2 separate regions of the Mus musculus genome follow, and region 1 is linked to region 2. A link is a contact called in public ChIA-PET data. All regions are on one chromosome and are shown on one strand. Each heading gives the region's core, a stretch centred on a gene start, on an enhancer-like site or on the middle of the called end of the contact. The rest is flanking DNA. Distances are from core to core; before and after follow the strand shown.

Evidence for each region. ChIA-PET counts read pairs in DNA pulled down with a chosen protein or histone mark.
Region 1: an RNA polymerase II ChIA-PET map of memory CD8 T cells shows a contact between it and region 2, with 5 read pairs. The contact joins two enhancer-like sites. A contact is called at or near these places in 1 of 15 datasets of contacts at CTCF or cohesin (embryonic stem cells), 2 of 484 Hi-C or Micro-C datasets (the G1E-ER4 cell line and embryonic stem cells) and 2 of 115 datasets of contacts at active chromatin or transcription factors (embryonic stem cells and memory CD8 T cells).

Annotation. Positions count from the first base shown.
Region 1 is chr15:101,241,987-101,248,262 of GRCm38.p6, reverse strand. No RefSeq gene overlaps it. Among named protein-coding and RNA genes, the nearest start is that of A330009N23Rik, 20 kb to the right of the region's middle. Within about 2 kb of position 1,747, at least 406 of the 459 cell types and tissues checked have an H3K27ac peak or open chromatin away from gene starts, as enhancers often do. A contact at or near this core is called in memory CD8 T cells, where this site is marked.
Region 2 is chr15:100,843,080-100,849,456 of GRCm38.p6, reverse strand. No RefSeq gene overlaps it. Among named protein-coding and RNA genes, the nearest start is that of Gm35569, 12 kb to the right of the region's middle. Within about 2 kb of position 4,001, at least 79 of the 459 cell types and tissues checked have an H3K27ac peak or open chromatin away from gene starts, as enhancers often do. A contact at or near this core is called in memory CD8 T cells, where this site is marked.

The sequences.
Region 1 (6,276 bases), core at 498-2,997, 400 kb before region 2:
TTTGCCCAGCTGGTGTTTACTTGTGCTTTGGCGGGAGGGGGGGCTGCACAGATAGGGCATGGCGACCTCTGTGTCACAACAGATCTCCTATAAATAGCCCCACTGTGGTTCCCTTAACTGGCTTCCTCAGCTAGTCAGTGGCCAAGCAGCCCCACAGCCTGGCTTTCTAATTCCCAGAAGGCACTCACCACGGTGTCCCCTCCTCCCTGCCCAAATCCCAGGACCACTTCCCAGTTCCTCCTGCAGACAGGAGAGTGGAGAGGGAAGGTAAACCACTCAGTCCTTTGTAAGGCTGGGCTTCTAGGAGCAGTTAGGGATGCAGTCCTCATTGGTACTAGCCCACACCCTGGAGGGTTCCTAAGACAGGGAGACAAGAGCTGGAGAGATGGCTCAGCGGTTAAGAGCACTGACTGCTCTTCCTGAGGTCCTGAGTTTAATTCCCAGCAACCACATGGTAGCTCACAACTATCTGTAATGGGATCTGATGCCCCCTTCTGGTGTGTCTGAAAAGAGCTACAGTGTACTCATATACAAAAAAATAAATAAATAAATAAATAAGTCTTAAAAAAAAAAAAGACACGGAGACAAAAAGCCCAGCAGCTAGTTTTACTATGAGGGGATATCTACACAGTCAAGACAGATTAAGAGTAAGGAAGGATATATGAGGGAAGAGGGGCCACCCTAGAGAAAAAGAATGTGGGGTATAGTGTGGAAAAAGGCCTAGAAATGGAAAGAACACCCCATGGAGGTTAGGCTGTCCGGAATTTCAAGGGTATGAGACAGGGACAAGATGGAAGTCCCAAGGGTGAAAAACAGTAAGCCACCTTGAGCCACAAGGCCCAAGGCCATCTAGCATACTTGGTGACCTGGATTCAGCTGCTTATAGTTGAGGAGCCAGTATGTTACCTCACATCCTCCCTGCCTGGGTTAGAGGATGTGGAGGGGTTAACTAACCCACTGGGCCCAGAGGGACTCCCCTGCCTGGGACTGCAAAGGGGATTCCCTTCATAGGTCCCTTCCTCAGCCTCAGGATCAATAACTACTTGGCTGGGGTCCCCCCGCCATTCCCCACATTTAAGCATACACTCAAAGGCAAAAAATAAAAAAAAATAAATGGGGTCACCCAAGACTATTGCAAGGACTGCAGAGTTCTAGAAGGCCACTGGATTGGAGGTGGAGAGGCCATCTTCCCTTCCTGTGCTTCATTGAGTGTTTCCACATCTGTTGTCCTTTTGTTCTTGCTACTGAGGATCATCTGGGTCAACATGAGAAAGTGGCCCAGGTCACCAGGCCGGAAATGGGCGAGGTTTAAAGAAAGATTACCCACAAATCAAAACCAGGGCTCTTGATTAAAAACACAACAAAACCCTCTGTAACTTTAGAGTTACAAAATCACTCTCACCGCCCCGCCCCCCCCCCTCCCCACACACACACAGACACCCGCAGACAACAGCAAAGGCTGTAGAGCTGCGTGGCTGACAAAGTGCGAAGTCCGTAATTGCACTCCCAGAGGAGCCGGAGCTCAGCCATCCTCCGGTGTCAGATTCCAAATTTCTGTCACCTCGCCCGAGACCGGATTTGGCCCGAGCTTCCCTTCCCTGGTCCCGCCACCGGAACACCAAGCCGGAAGGAACGCGGCGGGCGGCGGGGCAGCACCGAGCCTCGGGCGAGCCATGCCCCTACTGCCCGCGCCAGGCCCTGCACGCCGGGTGCGGTCGGGGAAGCCGCTACGTCACCGCGCAGTCCGCAGGGAGCTCGGCGGGCTAGCCAGGATTCCATTACATCACCCAAGCCGCGCTGTAAACACCGCTGCAGCCATTGGCTGCGGCGCCGCCCTCGCAGCCAATAGCGTGAGAGCATGCAAATCGTCGTTGAGCCAACGCTTCCTTTGGCGCTGGTGCATGCAAATAGACGTCATTGCCCGGGTGGGGGTGGCCTGGCCCAGGCAGGAGGTGGGTGGGGGTGTGTGGAAACTCGTAGCGCGGCTGGCTTGGAGACTTGGCATCCAAATCTGTTCCAGACAGTCCCGAGGGGCACGGAGTGCGATTAAAGGTGAATGTCCTCAATTCTTAGGCCCTTTTCCGTTAGACCCACACAAGCAATGGTGCAAAAATGAAGTTAATTGCTGGGCGTGGTAGCCCAGGCCTGTAATCTCAGCATTTGGGAGTTGGCCAGCCTGAGCTACAAGAAGCCCTGCCCCGAATAAAAGCAAAACAGAAGGGCTGCAGAAATGGTTCGGCTGTCCAGAGCTCCAGCTGCTCTAAGAGGACCCAGATTTGGGTCCTCACGACCGTCATTAACTCCAGTCTAGGGGTTCCAACGCCCTCTTCTAACCTCAGTGGGTACCCGGCATGCACGGGGTGCACATACATACACAGAGGCAAAAATTTACAGACATAAAATAAGTAGATGTTTAAGGTTTGGATTTGTTTGTTTGGGGTTTGTTTGTTTGTTTGTTTTTTAAAGTATAACAAAAAATAAGACCACTTGGAGGTAGGAGGGGAGAAAGAAAAAAAAAAAAAAAGATAGAGAGGTTGCTGAACCATGCTTCCCAGATGGCTCAGGTCAAACCCCAGGAGAAGGTGCCAGGGAGAACCAAGCTACCCAGGAGGTAGTCAGAGCTCAGGGAGCTTTTGGTGTCTTGACCAGGCTTCTCCAGAAATAAATGTCATTTTCAGGGGTGGGTTCTAATGTTTCAGGAAAACAAGACAAAACTACATCTGCACTGGACTTATCTAGGTTTTGTTCTTGTCACTATTGCCTAAATAATTCAGCGTTATAATAACACACATAACATTCACCACACTAAACACTATCCCTAGTGCAGAGCTTTACAGTGTAGAGCAGAGCCAGGTATGGTGTCTTGTATTTATAATCCCAGCACTCAAGAGGCTAGGATTAAGAGAATCTTGAATTTGAGGCCAGCCTGAGCTATAAAGTAAGACTTTTTCTTTTTTTTTTTAATTTTTTTGAGGCAGGGTTTCTCTGTGTAGCCCTGGCTGTCCTGGAACTCACTTTGTAGACCAGGCTGGCCTCGAACTCAGAAATCCACCTACCTCTGCATCCCGAGTGCTGGGATTAAAGGCGTGTGTCACCACCACCGGCAAAGTAAGACTATCTTAAAACTTAAATAAGTAATTATAGTGAATAATATGTGCAACTTATATGTGAAGATTATAAGCGTTCTGCACAAAGAACTTGAATTCCTTGGATGCTGGCATTCTGGGGAGTCCTGGAGTATCCAAGATGCATAAGAAAGATCACTCAGTGGAGTATAGAGGTGTAGAGACGTATCTCAGGAAAGTGGGGAGCAGAGATGCCCATAATCTGCTTTATGCAAAGGAGGCCCAGAGAAGTCCAGCTTACATGTCAATGTGAGTCTGAAGGACCGGGAACTCCATGTGGAATGAATGCCCCATTCAAGATGAAAGTGAGCTCAGTTCCCTGTATGCTTTTGCTATGCCTGGGCTCTCTATGGATCCATGTACATTTAACTGGAGGTTGTAATTTAGAGAGGGATACAACAGTGTCCCGCTAATGAAACAGTGTTTTGCTTTTGTTTTTGAAACAGAATATCGCTATGTAGCCCTGGCTGTCTTGGAACTCACTCTGTAGACCAGACTAGCCTCAAATTCACAGAGATCTGCCTCCCTCTGCCTCCTGGGTGCTAGGATTAAAGGTGTGCACTACCATGTCCAGCATGAAGCAGTTTTTAAACAGAGGGGAGAGATTCCAAACAGAAGAAATGGTACATGGGAAAGTCAGATCTGGGCCAGAGCATGGCTCCTTAAAGCAGCAGACTAAAATACGTGGCTAGAGAGGGGTGTGGTGGAGGACCTGCCAGAGAGGAGACCCTGCTGCATCCATCGTGCAGGGCCTTGGGCCAGGCTCTGTGCTTAAGCTTTCCTTAGCTTTGTCTCTTCTTTCACCGGCCCTGTAAGGTAAGCACTGCTTTGGTATTTAGGAAACTGTGACCCCAAGAAGCTGTCACATGCTGAGAAGAAACAAGACAGAGTTCCCATCTGGGGCCCTGTGGCCTCACAGGCACACTGTGGCTGCTGTTGCCTCCCAGAGAGGAAGCTGAAGTGGTTTCTTCTGACTTCCACATCTTACTACAGAGTTGGGGCCAAAAAATAAATAAATAATTGTAATTTTGCGTAATGGATTTCAACATGTTATAAAAACAAAACCTTGGGCTGGAGAGATGGCTCAGTGGTTAAGAGTGCTGACTGTTCTTCCAGAGGTCCTGAGTTCAATTCCCAGCAGCCACATGGTGGCTCACAACCACCAGTAATGAGATATGATGCCCTCTTCTGGTGTGTCTGAAGACAGTGACAGTGTAGTCATAGATATAAAATAAAATCTTTTAAAAAGAATCAAAAAAGCAAGAGCTCTGGCTGGCTGGAGGGATGGCTCAGTCATAAGAGCTGGCTACTAGTTTCAAATCCTAGCCTCTGCATACGTTGCATGCCCACACATTCAAACTGTCTTGGAGTTTCTCTTGCTGTGATAAAACACTGATGAGGACGCCATGAAGAAGTTCTGCTTACTGGCTGCTCCTCATGGCTTGCTCTGCATGCTTTTTTATAACACCCAGGACCACCAGCCCAAGGATAATATTACCCACAAAACCCTGGCCTCCCACATCAATCCCTAATTAAGAAGACAGAGACAGACCACAAGCATATAGACCAATCTGGTGGGGGCATTTTCTCAGTTGAGGTTCCTCCTTCCAAAATGATGCTAGCCTGTGTCAAATTGACATTAAAAACTACCCACCACCTCAGGCAAACACACACACACACACACACACACACACACACACACACACAAATTAAAACTTGAAAGAAAGCCCCAATGGTGGTGGGACATGCCTTTAATCCCCGGCACGCAGGAGGCAGAAATAGGCAGATCTTTGTGAGTTTGAGGTCAACCTGGTCAACAGAGTTCCAGGACAGCCAGGGTAACACAGAGAAACCCTGTCTTGAAGAACAAAACATATAAACACATTGGTATGCAAGGCTCAGCACACATACACACATACACAGATGGAATACATACATATATATGTGTGTGTGTGTGTGTGTGTGTGTGTGTGTGTGTATCCACACACATATATCACACAATATATTTTGTATATTATATATTAATTATATTTTATATATCATACAAAATAAGCACCAATTATATATTTTATTTATTTATTTATTTATTTATTTATTTGTTTGTTTGTTTGTTTGTTTATTGAGGAAACAGGAAACAAGGGAAAAGAGCCTCTAGCTCCCGCTAGAACCTTAGGTGTGCTGGGGTAGAAACGATTCATGCCTCTGGCCATCAGGGGCCGCTCTGGAGGCTGTGGGAGGACTGACCTGCTGGCACAGGTGATTAACTGGATCTTGTATGCTGTCCCCGGTTGCCAAGAAACGGGTGTTCCTACTGCTCTCAGCCACCGAGCCAGCTCTGGTTACTGCTGACAGGCCCCACAGAGGAGAGTCAGGCAGGCAGAGGGTGCCAGAGGAGACTAAGTCCTTCCCTGTGCAGGCAGCGTGGTGGTTCCCCTTAGAGAACCTGGGTTACCTTTGGGGCCCCTGTCCTCTGGGCCTTGAGCTGTACTCGGAAAATCCAGGACCCATAAACTGCCGAGGAAGGTGCAGAGTACTGCGCGGGAGTGAGAGGGTGCGGGAGGTGGGAGAGGGCCCTGCAGGCTCCCCTGTTCCCCAGCCTTTATTCATTTATTTTCTGTGGCTTTGGGAATGGAACCTGGGCCTCTCACATTGTAGGCCAACACTCTACCACTAAGCGTTAGCCACAGTCTTTTTATTTTTCACTTTGAAACAGAGTTTATACAAGATCTGGAGACCAGTATAGAACTCACCCTGTAGCCCAGGCAAGTCTTGAATTTCCAATCCCCCTGCCTCAGCTCCACGAGTAACTGGGATTACAAGCGTGCATCCCCAGGCTTGACAGATATTAAGAGATACAGAAATGGGTGGTCATACTCATCAAAATCATGATTATCATGATGCCCAAACACAGAGCCGCGTTAAGACTTTTCCTGTAGACCAGGCAGGGCCACTTCCCAGGAAGGGCTGGGGAACCTGAGCTATGGCAGGCACTCAGGTCACTTCAGGAGCAGCTGGCCGTCAGCTGATCGTCCTAAGGACCATTCATCATGCCCCCAAGTCCATTCTGCTGAGCCATGGTTATTTCCGAGTGTGGACAGAGCGCAGGTTGTATAACAGGCTAGAAGCTAGGAGATGGTTTGAGGGAAGCTTG
Region 2 (6,377 bases), core at 2,752-5,251:
CCGTTGTACACGTGTTCTGTGTAAATCATCTGTTGTACACGTGTTCTGTGTAAATCATCTGTTGTACACGTGTTCTGTGTATATCATCTGTTGCACACGTGTCCTGTGTACATCATCTGTTGTACACGTGTTCTGTGTAAATCATCTGTTGTACACGTGTTCTGTGTAAGTCATCTGTTGTGCACGTGTTCTGTGTAAGTCATCTGTTGCACATGTGTTCTGTGTATATCATCTGTTGCACATGTGTCATGTGTACATCATCTGTTGTACACATGTTCTGTGTAAATCATCTGTTATACACATGTTCTGTGTATATCATCTGTTGCACATGTGTTCTGTGTAAATCATCTGTTGTACACGTGTTCTGTATCTTCCTTCCATGGAAGATATGCATGAACATCTGCTCACCCAGAATGAGGACTGGTGGCAGACAAAAGTGTGCCAGTTTACCACCAAAGTCCAGACAATCAGTGAGTTTTATTGGAGTTACAGGGGTGTGTGTGTGTGTGTCTGCGCGCGCATGCACGCGTGCATGTGGGAAGCTACTTACCGGAGCGGAAATGACTCAAAGACAGCTGCACCACCCCATGCACATAGTTTTTATTTTTATTTATTTTTTATTTTTGTTTTTTTCTAGACAGGGTTTCTCTGTGTAGCCCTGGCTGTCCTGGAACTCACTTTGTAGCCCAGGCTGGCCTCAAACTCAGAAATCTGCCTGCCTCCCAAGTGCTGGGATTAAAGGCGTGTGCCACCACCCCCGGCTCATATTTTTAAGTTTTTATTATGCTTATGGATTGTGTGTGTGTATGTGTGTGTGTGTGTGTGTGTGTGTGTGCCATTACATGTGTGTGGAAGTCTGACGACAGCATGTGGGAGTTGCTTCTTTCTGTGAACTCTGGAAATGGAGTTCAGATCCTCAAGCCTGACAGACAGCAAGTGCCGTAGACTGAGCCATCTTCTGCCCTCATGTGCCTTACAGCAGTGAATAGAAGTGTAATAATTATACTATACTACTGTTATTAGTATACTTTATATAGTGTATATTATATAATTAGACTTAATATGATATGTCTAATTATATCATTATAGTATATTAAATATATACCATATACTAATATATACTAATTAAATATTATACTTATAGTAATAAGTATAATAATCCTATATTAAAGTGGTTCTCAGGAAAAGGCTTGTAATAAAAATCACCGCCGGGATCTCTGAAGAAGGCAGCACAGTACATCACAGCAGGAGCCCATGACAAGGAAATTCACCCAGGGCTCCCACCATTCCCCCCAAGGGCACACTCACCTTGACTGCCCCCCCTTATTCCCTGCTGGCTATGCCCAATGTTCACCATGCCTGCTCCACTCCTCTGCCCCACCCCTAAGCTTCACCCCTCCAGTCTTCCTGCCTTTGTCTCCTACTAGATGGAAACCTGTGACGTGTTCCCCACTTTTTGTTTTCATTTTTATTTTGTTTTACTTTGTTTTGTTTTGAAATGCCTCCTGAGTGCTGAGATTAGAGATGTACACAACCATGCTTGCAAATTTCTCTTTTTAAAAAACTGTTAACAGGGGAAAAAAAGATTCAGGGATTTATCCTCCTTTTCTTGTGGGTATTATAGACATGGCTCATCAGGCAGCTAATGAGAAGTTTTCTTTGTGGGACTCTTCCAGTTCATGAAGAAAGGATGTAGTTGAAACGATAGCATTGTCTCCTAAAGAACTAGGAATACATTGGATGGAATCACTGACTTTGCCAAAGGAGATACAACCAAGTATTATGCCAGTCTAAAAGAGTCCTTTCTTCAAGCAAGCCCAAAACTAGCTGCATACAAGAGATAGGAATGTACTAACACAAACATGCAGCCAGCCAGGTCCTGGGAGAAGAAACCATCTGTTTGTCCCAGGGTGATTACAGGGAAAAGAAAAGGGAAAGAGGAATTGATTGAAAGAAGCATAACGTACGCGTGCTTCCTGACACTGCAAAGGATCCCAGTTCAGGTCCCAGCACCCACAGGGCAGCTCACAACTGCCAGTAATCCGGGTTCCAGGGGATCTAGTGCCATCTTCTGGCCTCTACTGGTACTGCACATATGCAGACCAGGCCGTCCTCAAACTCACAGAGATCCACCTGCCTCTGTCTCAAGAGTGCTCAGATGAAAGGTGTGCGCTACCACACCTATCCAGAGAGTGGTTTCTTTAGGCTCCTGAAAAAATTGCTGAAGCCAGAGAGTGAAGAAATGCTTTAAAATATGACAAGGGATGATCTCACGACCCAGGAACTAGGCCTTCCCTAGTTAATTAATTAATTAATCTGGGTCATGGGAAACTTAAATATCTAAATTAATTATTGATTACGTTTTAATTAATGACTAAGGAGAATTGTGTAGTCCATTGACTAAACCAAGAATCCAAAGTCCATGATAATAAAGCAAGCAGATAAACAATCAGGTAATTACTGGGTAAATAAATACAGAAGAAATTAATATTTTTTCTTAGGAATGAGTATTTTAAAGCAACTGTTTTTGCAATCATAAAGCCATTCACGTGTTGCTATTAAATTTCCTCCATTTTAATCCCTGCACTTAAGAGGTTGAACCGGGAGGGCCAGGCTATCCCCAGCTATGTAGTAAGTCTGAGGTTAGAGCCTGGGCTACACACACACACACACACACACACACACACACCACACAGAGAGAGAGAGAGAGGGAGAGAGAGAAAGAGAGAGAGAGAGAGAGATTATTATAAAGTGAGAAAGGAAACATATGTCCCCACTTCTTAACGTTGGTGAATTCAGTAGTCTCTATATAATATATACAGTTATATCTGCATACAAAAGAGACCAGAGAGAACGAAACACAACAAAATGTTCAAACTTGATAAATACGCATCACACTTGTGCCGGGGATCTCTCAACTATTTTGCAATTTCTCTGTGAATTTGGAGCTATTTCAAAGTTGTCCAAAACCTTAAAAGGTGGCCACTGAGGCAGCTCAGAGGTCCAAGGCACTTGTCTCCAAGCGTGATGATCCCTGGATGACATGTGGACCCATAGGGTAGGAGAGAGTCAACCTCTGCAATGGGCCCTTTGATCTGTACACACACTTGCTTCTTTAAAAGTAGTGTGAAAAAATACTCAAAAAGTAAAGAATTATAATCAGCCGGGGGCACTGCCAATCAGAGTCAACTGTGAACACAAGCTGCAAGCCAACGGGGAACAGGACTCTTAGTGTGGCCCTACCAGGGGACACATCATGACCTGGATACCTGCCGAGTGCCCAAAGCTGCTGTGTCAGGACAGAGGCTGAGCCCCTGGTCCCCTCAGTCACTCTGCAGAGCCATGTTGGAAAGCATGTGTCTGGGACAGCTGTTGTGTTTTGTGTCTTCTATTGTCGAAGTACACATGGAAGTCTGAACCAACCATCTGTGGATAGAACTGAGGGAACTATAAACCTCAACGTGAGAAAAAAAAAAAAAACCCAAAAGCAAATCCTGATGACTGATGTAAAATCGGCATTATGTTTAATTATGAACTCAGTCAATACACCCTGTAGAATTAGCAGTCCTGAATCTCCCCCTCAAAATCCCAGCGCCCCCCTCTCCGCCCCCACCCCCAGCCCCCTCCGCGCCATATCACGCCACAGTTGCGGCAGTAGATACAGTAACAGGTCTATATTGTTGCCTCTGTGACCTGGGAGTCAAGACAGGCCCTGAGCTGTGAACGCGAACTGCCAGCACAGACTGTGTTCTTGGCGGGTGCTCAGGACTCCCTGCTGGGAGAGATTGGGACTAACTTTGTCCACATTCACTCTCTGGGAACTCAAAGACCCCCAAAGAGATATTTGGGGGAGGTTTGGGCGAGGGGGCGCAAACCTTCTTGGAAATGGGGGGAGCGCCCTGCTCTTCTCTCTTTTCCGCAGCAGCCTCTTGACCTCTCCCATCTGCCACCGTGCTCCCTCGGAGAGCTCACTTCCTCCCTCACAGTGTCAGACGCCAGCCTCCGAAGAACACACTATTCTTTGGTGTGGTTTCAGACATCCTGTTTCTCTGTGACAACTGTCACTAAAGCAGGCAGGGGTCTAGTTTCCCAGCTGGGGCAGCTTATTCCCAAGCTGTGTATGAATTCCCCCGACCAGGGCCAGGGCGGTGGGGGGCAGAGCTGCTACTGAGTGTCAAGATACACAAACTGGGCTTTCTCTTCCCAGGCAGGGTCCGGAAGGCTGGGGGCCAGAAGGTCAGGGGCAGCAAGAGCGGGAAAAATGCCCTCTGGGTGAGTGGAGTCAAAGTCTGTGGTGAGCTGACACATGCTCACAGCTGTTGCTCAGCCGTGTGCCTCCTGCTAGGCCTGCTCGGCCTGGGCCCGTGGCTGGCCGCCTACCCACTGTGTACGGTCAGAATGCCAACTGTCTTCTCTCTAAGGGTCTTGTTTGTTCATTCTACTGCCCGCGGGATACTATGGCGACCTATCCCCAGAATCAGTACTGGCTCTGCTATCAGCAGCCTCCATTCAACAGGGTCTTCAGTCTCTGCTGCAGTTTTGATAGAAAACGGCTGCTATGGCTTCCACACCAGTCAGCAGGCAAGGAGGAGGATCGAGGCCCGATCGCCCACTCCTCTATGAGCAAGAAGCTGGCGTGGGTCACAGAATTTCTTCTTATAATCTTTGGCCAAGATGGAAATGTGTGCGTATCTCTGTGTGTAGAGGCTATGGGGATCTGTAACCCCAGCACTTGGGAAGCAGAAGGGTCATGAGTTCAAAGTCAGCCTAGGGGCTATGTAGTATGTCCCAAAAGTCCAAAGTAGATGACAACATAAACTGAAAGCGTCCTCAAGAACTTAGTCAGCAGACAACCCTTGATGCTGATTGGCTGGGGAAGGAAGGTTACCTGTGACCTCACCCACAGCTATATGCTGTACTTCGGGAGGATGGGAAGTCGGGAGTAAACACTCAAAAAGCCTGCCAGAGCCGGGAGGTGACTCAGTAAGGGGCTTGCCACACAAGCATGAGTGATAGCTCCAACCCCCACAGACATGCTGGTTATGGTCGCCACCCGTAGTGAGTTGAATGAGAATGGCCCCATAGACTGATATACTTGAACGCTTAAGTCATCTGTTGGTAAACTGGGAAAGATTAGAGATGTGGCCTTGTTGGAGTAGGTATGACACTGGGAGTGGATTTGGAGATTTCATGAGAACACATCAGGTCCAGCCTCTGTCTGTGTTTCTGTCTCTCTGTCTATGTCTCTATGTTTGTGTCTGTCTGTCTCTCTGTCTATCTATCTCCATCTCTGTCTCTGTGTCTCTCTGTGTCTTTCTGTCTCTCTCTTTGTATGTCTCTGTCTCTTTGTCTCTGTGTGTGTTTCTGTCTCTCTCTTTCTCTGACTCTGTCTCTGTCTATGTGTGTCTCTGTCTCTCTCTGTCTCTGTCTGTCTCTGTCTCTCTGTCTCTCTCTGTCTGTGTCTCTGTGTGTGTGTTTCTGTTTCTGTCTTTCTCTGTCTCTCTGTCTCTGTCTCTGTCTCTGTCTGTCTCTCTCTCTGTCTCTTTCTCTCTCTCTGTCTGTCTCTGTCTCTGTCTCTCATGCACCTGCTGCTGCTGCTGCCAATCAGGATGTAGCTCTCAGCTACTTCTTCAGCACCATGCCTGCCTGTATCCCACCACGCTTCCCACCATGATAATGGACTATAACTATAGTCTAAAACTATAAACACACCTCCAATTAAATGCCTTCCTTTATAAAAGTTGTCTTGCTCATGGTGTCTCTTCATAGCAATAGAACAATGATAAGCTATCATCCCAGTGCTGGGGAGGGGAATACAGGCTCCCAGGAGCTCTCTGGCCAGCCAGCATGGTCTATGTTGTGACTCAGGCCAATGAAACACCCTGCTCAAAAAAACAAACAACACACACATATACACACACACAAATGCACACACACAAATACATACACAAATATACATACACATACAAATACACACACAAATACATACACAAATATACATATACATACAAATACACACACAAATACATACACAAATATACATACACATACAAATACACACACAAATATACATACACACACAAATATATATATACACAAATATACATGCACAAATACATACACACATACACAAATATATGTACACACACAAATACATACACTCATACACATGCACACACAAATACACACACACACAGGTAAATGAATAAGGTATTGATCTGTAGTGGCAGAGAGTAAGGAAGGGCTTCTTAAAACACAGGGTAGGATGAGACTCAGTAATAGAACAATTGCCCAGCTTGTGTGAGGTCCTGGGTTCAATCCTCATTACTAAAAGAAAAAAAAAAGTGCCATGACTTAGATGTTTGTGTGTTAGGGAT